2 separate regions of the Mus musculus genome follow, and region 2 is linked to region 1. Evidence: chromatin contacts called from public HiChIP or PLAC-seq data. All regions are on one chromosome and are shown on one strand. Each heading gives the region's core, a stretch centred on a gene start, on an enhancer-like site or on the middle of the called end of the contact. The rest is flanking DNA. Distances are from core to core; before and after follow the strand shown. Region 1 overlaps Nckap5 (NCK-associated protein 5). Region 2 overlaps Nckap5 (NCK-associated protein 5).

Region 1 (3,892 bases), core at 1,336-3,835:
CTTAATTTGAGTCCCAGGGGTGTGTGCAAATAGATCACCGATGGAATCGATGTGTCTACAGATCTCTAGCTTGCGTCTGTTAGGCCTGGTGTGATTCCTACTTCATAAATAGCATCGGGAGTCGTATGTGTGTCTCTCTGTGTTTATCTGTGTGTCTGTGTTGTGCAGCTTTTAAGAACTTATTGCATTTTATGTAGGTCTTAAATTGTGATTAAATTATGATTTTAAAAATGTCATGATATTGAGAAGATCGTTGATCTTTCTTGGAAGCCACCCAAAGTAGTTCTGTTACCATAGATGGTCCCTAATGCTACCTCTGTGTCCTAAGTCCCAAGGATTGGCATATGTCCTTGAGTTCTTATTCATCACACAGTGCTCAGTTCCAGACAAATAGCACAAACTCAGATGGCCTTTGAGGTCACCAAGTCTTCAACTCTACCACTTTAAAGTGAATGGGAAAGCCTGGTGTCTGTTGGGGGCTGCCAGGTAACACACAGGGTGAAGTTAGCCAGGTGGAGAAGGTCGACATGGAGGTTGTGGTGATCACAGTGCCTGCCCCAGGGACTCAGGCATGTGTCTGCTTCTGTAACCAGAGTTGTCAAGGCCAGAGCCTGGGCTCTGACAGCCCTGTCTTCAGTAGCCAGTCAAATAGACAATAACAATGAAGGGTGGAGAAAGGAGTATGCAACCAATGTAACCACGCTGGGAAGAGAAGCAGAAAAAGGGACACACCATTGCTATCCCGACTTGAGGCTTAGCTTTAAACAGAGGGCACTATATATGCCTAGATGAGCAGTCCTGGTCTAGGTGTGGCTCTGCCCATCACGGATCCATCATGGACTGCTCCACTGCCCCCTGCAAGTTCATCTGACAAGTTGTTTCTTCTCTGACTGGTCCCAGGTATCTCCTTTTTCCTTCTTATAGCATGAGATTGCTGGGGTTGGGGAGAATTCAAATTCGTTGAGATTAATTGTTTCAATTGTCTGATCCTCAAGTAAGGAGCCAGGAGTGAGGTTTATTCGAAACACCTCATTCCTGCCAAGAGGGTTAAAACTTTGGTGGAATGTGCCTGCCTTGCTGTTGCTTCCTGGATACTCTGTGTCTTCCAGTTTGAATGGTTCCCGCCTTAGGCCCATCCTCTGATTTGTTTATCTCCTCGTCCTGCTATCCATCTCTGCTCATTGAGCTCTTCCATCTGAACTTGCTCAACTCTGCACATGTCCTCAGACAGCCTGTCTCTGCAGACTCTGCCCTCAACCCTGCCTGGGATGACAAGCTTATCTAATATGTTCTCTTCTCAGCTCCTTTTCTTCCTCTGAAGACAGACCATTTTAAGCTACTCAACTTTTAGAGCCTCCAAATTTCTTCACTGAAAATCTTCATTCCATGGATAGTTAGGCAGTGTTCTCAGGATGGTAGCTAACTTCATACATACCAGGACCATCACTCTATCCACTGGTACCACAGTGTACTGGCTGGTTTTGTGTGTCAACTTGACACAGGCTGGAGTTATCGCAGAGAAAGGAGCTTCAGTTGGGGAAATGCCTCCATGAGATCCAGTTGTGGGGCATTTTCTCAATTAGTGATCAAGGGGGAAAGGCCCTTTGTGGGTGGTGCCATCTCTGGGCTGGTAATCTTGGGTTCTATAAGAGAGCCGACTGAGCAAGCCAGGGGAAGCAAGCCAGTAAAAAACATCCCTCCATGGCCTCTGCATCAGCTCCTGCTTCCTGATTTGCTTGAGTTCCAATCCTGACATCCTTAAGTGATGAACAGCAATGTGGAAATGTAAGCTGAATAAACCCTTTCTTCCCCAACTTGCTTCTTGGTCATGATGTTTGTGCAGGAATAGAAACCCTGACTAAGACACACAGCCTCTGAAAATGTTGGCAGTTTGTGCAGTTGCCTCTAGACTACAGAGATGCTTCACTCATTAAGAGCACTTGCTGCTCTTGCAGGGTACCTTAGTTCAGTTCCCCACTGAACTACCTGAACTGCAGCTTCAGAGATTCTGACACCTACCTCTAGCTTCTACAGGTACCCACAAGCATGCATGCACGAGTGTGCGTGCACATACCACACCCACACCACACCCACACACCCAAACACACACACACACACACACACACACACACACACACACACACATACACACATCTATACATAATTAAGAATAGAAAAAACTCTGAAATTGCTGGCTTGCTAGTTATACTGATGAGTATTAGTCTCCTTGGTAAAGTTTAGCATGTTAAGTCTTTGACAGATATGGCTTAGTTCCATCCAGTTTAGGCATAATCACTGTTGTTGTATAAACAAGGTCTAAGTCCAGGAAGGGTTGGCTTGCCCCTACAGGGAGAGTACCTCAGTCTAAATGCCTGTGCCTCCTTTGCCATGGGCTCTTCTGCAGAGAATTTTAATTCTTGACTAAAACGGGTAACAAGCTTAAGCCTCTGAGATGTTTGCTCTCTACCTTTCATGAAAAGCAGTGGGTGGAGAACTGGAAAGACAGACAGACAGCCCTTCCCCTGAGCTTGGGCGACAGGAAATGAGGAGCATTCTTTATGCCTGCTTGCCAGAGCTTGCTTACTTAATAAATGTTTACATATGAGTAGGGAGATCTGGTCTGAGGCTTGCTTTCATGACAGCCAGTACCAAGGTCAGACTTCTGTAACTGTCACCTCATGTCAAAAAGGACTGTGCCTTTAGGACCAAACTGATGCAGGGCTGGTCTCTGAGCCTTGGCTCTATGGAGAATTTGGTTTCAAGAGGGATTCCTGATACCAGCTTTTGCAGTAGTAGCAGCTCAGGAGTTGTGGTAGCTTACAATAGCCAAGAGTTATTTCTCAGCCTTGGCTCTGCCCCTCGGCTGTGGCTGTGCTCTGTCCCCGCTGGGCTCGGCTGGGCTTCATGCCAGGCTGCCGTGTAGGGTGGGGTCTATATCTGATCTTATCTCAAAGGTCAGATTCTGTAACAAGTCAAAGCAGCTACTGGCCATGTTTGTCTCCTGGCAGAGGCTGGGTCTCAAAATGGGCAGGCAGAAGGCTCTGCCTGCAACTGGTAACCCTGACACTTCTGCCTGTGGCACCAGTGCGGTGACACTGCATTAGATCCTTCTCTCATTGCTGCAGTCAGACCCTGACAAGAAGCAGCTTAAAAGAGAGAGTGTTTATTTGGCTTTCAGTTGTAGGGGATACAGTTCATCATTGGAGGCAGGCATGGTCACATGGCATCCACCATCAGGAAGCAGAGAGAGATGTACCCTGCTGTTCAGTTCCCTTTCTGTTTTCTAGTCAGTCTTGGGCTACACCTGATACACTGGTGCTTCCCACACTCAGGGTGGCTCTTCCCACCTCAGTTAACCTGGTCTAGGAAATCCCTTACAGGCACGCTCACAGATGATTTCCTGGTGACTGTAGCTCTTGCCAGGTTGACAAACAATATGAGACATTATTAGATGTCAGCCAATCACTTTTGGGAGCATTAACCGGATAGTGTGAGTCACCCTGTAGTGATGAGATGGGAGTGAGTGAATGCAGAGGGAATACACGTTGGCCTGGAGGGGTTTATAGTTTCAGAGAGGAGAACTGATGTCAGCTGCAGAGGTCATGGAAATGTAGTATAGAGGAGCAATCAGAGAGAGAAAGAGGGGAGGGGGGAGGGAGGGAGGAAGAGAGACAGAGAGAGAGAGAGAGAGAGACACAGAGAGAGAGACAGAGACAGAGAGTGACAGAGAGAGAGAGAATGTGTAGCTTCCATCGGTGTCTGTAAGGAAACATTTCCAACCCCCCCCCAAGGATCCCTGAGTCCCAGGATGCACAAGTCACTTATATATAATGGCAGATAACTTATGCCTGTCCTAAATCCTCATAATTAACCTGAATTACTCAGCTATCTA
Region 2 (4,154 bases), core at 1,216-3,715, 140 kb before region 1:
CCACCCTTATTCACACCCTGCTTCTCATACTTGCTCCCTTGTGACCCCTTCTAGCTTAGTAAACTTCTCTGTTCCAGTATCTTGAAAATGTGAAATATGAGCTTGGCTTCTTCAGGAAGGATGAGGAAGGGCTAAATACAAACCACAGGGTCTGGGAAGATGACTTAGTGGGTTGGAACACTTGCTGGGTAAGCATGCAGACCTAAGTCGATTCTAAGTCTCACCTGAAAGAGCAGGCATTAGGTCTTTGGGGATAGAGTTAGGAGTTTGGTGGGGCTTGCTAGCTGCTAGACTAGCTCCAGGTTCAGTGAAAGACCTGGTTTCAAGAAGGTGGTAAGGGATAAAACAGAAAATGTAACATCTTTCTCTGGCATTCGGAGTGATCACCAGTACAGGTACCCACACATGCATTTGGGCACACATTACATACACACATGTTACACTCAGATAGATTCATACATACACAGATGCACACATTAACAATACACACACATACACAATATTTTATATATTAATAATTATAACATATTAATGTATAATATATGATATTATATAAAATTATATATTACATAATAGTTATATAAAATTATACACAATGATAAAATTATATACTATATTATATAATTTATTAATACATAATATAAAATACTGTGTGATATTGATTATATAATAATTATAATAATATATTAAATATAATATATTATATATTAAATAGCTTCAAACTTGGTACACATGCAATAATTGCCCATAAGTATCACACTTATCCATATAGATACCCATTCATATAAACAGAGTTTCAACACTATCACAGAATGAGGTATGTATCACATACTGAAGTGTATCATTTGTGGTCTTTATTTGTCTTTTCCACGTCTATGCCCCTTTCCAGATTTAAGAATTCAGAATCTCCCAGGTGGGAGTCCTTTGCAGGTTTAGTAGGAGATTCCTCAGGTTATACAGATGGAGCTCACTGTTCTGCTATTGGGAGCTGCTATCTGGTGGCAGAATGTTCTGGATCGAAATGCTCCTCAGTACTTCTCCACATTCATCCTCCTGAAGTTGGCCAGTGGCACTTCCCTTTGCACCTGATTTGTCTCCAGACCTTTGTTCTCCCCATCCTAGGACCAGGCTTTCTTCCCTCCCTCACCACAGTCAGGTGTGTCACATCCCATGGATAAGTCAGGTGTCCCGTGTCCCATGGTTAAGTGTGCTCATTGGTTTTACCCCTCAGCCTTTGTGGGTCACAGGGCAGACTCCTATGAACTTAAGTCCTGCTGTGTGTGTTCCTGCCTTTAGTAGATTGTGTATTGAGTACACGAATGGATATTGTTTCCCAAGTTCCTCCATTCCCACCAAACTCCTCCGTCTGGATATTTCTCATGACACTATCTTGGAACCATTCCTAGTTCTCCTCCTTGCTCAAGCCATGTATCCCGCCCACTTCTGGGAGGAGTCTGCAGTCTTTCCACCCATCTGCCATTCTGTCTGTGTTTGCTGCTATTCAGTGAAGTGATCGCACCTGGTGAGAGCCCGACTCTCTCGGACACCTAATTGCTATAACCCCATTTAAAATAGTAAGACAGCTCAGTGCTTAAGAGCACTTGCTGCTTTTCCGGGGGATCTGGGTTTGGTTCCTAGCATCTTAACAGGGAGCTTACAACCACCATTAGCTATAGTTGCATGAGGTCTGATACCCTCCTTTGGCCCCTGCAGGTAAATGTATTCACATGCTTAAGCGCCCCCCCCACACACTATAATTTAAAGTGCAATAAATATTTTTAATGCACAATATAAAATAAGTTTTAAAATAATCTCTTCTTCCACATTTACCACTGGATTCTAGTGAGTTTGAGGTTGGAATCATGAACTGAAAAATCTGTGATTTAGTGCATAACGCAGCACGGCACCCAGTCCATGTCAGAGGATAAGAAAAAAGGCATAGATGTGTGGTTGGTAGGCACTGTAACAGCATATTAAACTGTTTCTTTCCTACAAGCATGATGGAGTGATTCCCCAGCTAAGTGTTGTGTAGTCTCATGTGTGATTTCCATGTGTGACCTCACTAAGATTCTTACTTGAACACCCAAGGGAAGAAAATTGATGTTCAGAGAGTCTGAATTCCATGCACAGGTCATATGGATAGTAAGAAGAGTCAAGATTCAAGTCTGCGACTCCCCTCACCTCTCAGTGTGGTTCTCTGTGGGTGTACAGGGCTGATTGCCTTAAAGAGGCTCACCTGGAATGCAGTGTGGGTCATTCACCTCTGCCTGAGACCAACTGTCCTAGAACACTGATAAGTCAGGTGAACACATCTAAGTGTCAGCCAGATGAACCAGTGACATGTTTGTGTCTTCAGAATTGTCAGAAGCCAATGCCCAGTCCTTTGGTGTCACATGTACCATGGATCAGGTGCTCATGGTTTTGCCCTTCAGCCTCTGTGGGTCATAAAGACAGACCCATTTCCTATCACTCATCCATGAATCTACTGTGGATTAGCTCAGGTTTATGGCTCTGACTGTCAAGCTCACTTATGTTCTTGGCCTGAGTGTTTGTAGGTTCTTCTTGGTCAACTGAGAGCTGAGAGATCAGATTAAAAATTAAAATTATAAGTAGTATTTGGTTCCCTACACAAGGTTCACCAAAGCAGTAGTGCTTTATGGAAACAAATCTTTCAGTTTTGAAACAGGACCTCTTGTATCCTAGGCTGGCTTCAAACTATGCTATAGAGCTAAGGGTGACCTTGAACTCTTGGACAATTTGTTTCAACTCCTAGTGCTGGGGTTGCAGTGTCTGTGAATCACTACACCCAGTTTATTATGTGCTGGGAATGGAATCCAAGGCTTTATGTGGCCGGTGAGCGCTGAACCCACTAAGCTTCATTCTCAGATTGCAGTTTGCACTGCATGTACATACATACAAGGCTACAGAAGCCTATCTGTCTATTGGTTGAGCTGTTAATCCATCCATAAACATTTCTGTGTGTTCCAAAGGTATGTGCCTTGGAATGGAGTTGTGACAATTCTACAGATGATGTGATCTGGAAAAACAAAAACAAAAACAAAAACAAAAAACAAACAACAGCAACAACAAAAAAACCACCACCACCACCACCAACAAAAAACCCATAAGACTTATAAAGAACACACAAGTTAGCTTTCCCCTAAACAGTGCAAGAAAGTCTTACCTGTGTGGAGGTGATCTACCAGAGACTGGCATGTATTTTGTCAGGGTGTAAAGTTGGTTTGAGATGTTGAAAACTGGTCTTTGTTGGGTTTTGTTTGTTTGTTTGGGTTGTTTTTGTTTCTTTGGGTTATTTGTTTGTTTTTGTTTTGTTTTTTTTTTTTTTTAGATAAGGTCTCATAGTGCCTGTTCTAGCTTCAAAGTCATTGTATACAAGGGGATGACCTAGAACTGCTGATCTCCCTGTTTTCCCCTACCAAGTACAGGGATTACAGGTATGCACAGCCATGCCCAGTGTATGTGGTGCTAAGGGATCAAGTCCAGGACCTCATGCATGCTAAGCAATTGTTCTACCGACTGAATCACATCCAGAGATTTAAACAGCCAGAAAGCTTTAGGCTGAACACTGGGCAAAGTCACCGGACTGCTTAAACAGAAGCAACACAACAAGAGCATTCTTTCTCCATTTTCTAATCTTACAAGGTGAAATGCCTTTAGAATTTCAGACTCCCAACTGCACTTCCTTAACAGATGAAAGAATACATCTCTTGGGTGCACAGAGCATGACCCACACGTTTACCATGCCTCGAAACACACTTGTCTAACAAACTGCGTCCTGTCAGTTTGGAAGCCTTAATTATACAAGGTACTTCCCTATTGTTCCATAAATTAATCCTGGTATTTTTCAGACTAAGAAACCTGATCTCTCCTCTTAGAAATAAACATTACTGGATTAGTGAGCCCTTTGAATTGACTTTGGATGCACTGTGAGAATCCAGTGGACTGAGTTCAGGAGTAAAGTCCCAAGCCCGTTTTGGAACATAAGCCTGGATAATAACACAGCTATGAATATGATGGTGTTGAATGAAGGAAGAGCTGTTATTTCTGAAATGTGGGAACAAGTGTTACTGTCAAATGCCTGTCTGACAAACTGCCTCACAAAGACTACACGCTTCATTTGGTAAATTGAATCT

Evidence for each region. HiChIP or PLAC-seq counts read pairs in DNA pulled down with a chosen protein or histone mark.
Region 2: a contact with region 1 is called in an H3K4me3 HiChIP or PLAC-seq map of intestinal villus epithelium, with 5 read pairs. The contact joins two enhancer-like sites. A contact is called at or near these places in 1 of 484 Hi-C or Micro-C datasets (the N1E-115 cell line), 1 of 115 datasets of contacts at active chromatin or transcription factors (intestinal villus epithelium) and 1 of 9 other capture datasets (adipose tissue).

The regions. Positions count from the first base shown.
Region 1 is chr1:126,592,299-126,596,190 of GRCm38.p6, reverse strand. The region is part of intron 2 of Nckap5 (NCK-associated protein 5); the gene reads left to right. Among named protein-coding and RNA genes, the nearest start is that of Nckap5, 240 kb to the left of the region's middle. Within about 2 kb of position 2,585, at least 27 of the 459 cell types and tissues checked have an H3K27ac peak or open chromatin away from gene starts, as enhancers often do. A contact at or near this core is called in intestinal villus epithelium, where this site is marked.
Region 2 is chr1:126,730,167-126,734,320 of GRCm38.p6, reverse strand. All of the region lies in intron 1 of Nckap5 (NCK-associated protein 5), which reads left to right. Among named protein-coding and RNA genes, the nearest start is that of Nckap5, 98 kb to the left of the region's middle. Within about 2 kb of position 2,465, at least 3 of the 459 cell types and tissues checked have an H3K27ac peak or open chromatin away from gene starts, as enhancers often do. A contact at or near this core is called in intestinal villus epithelium, where this site is marked.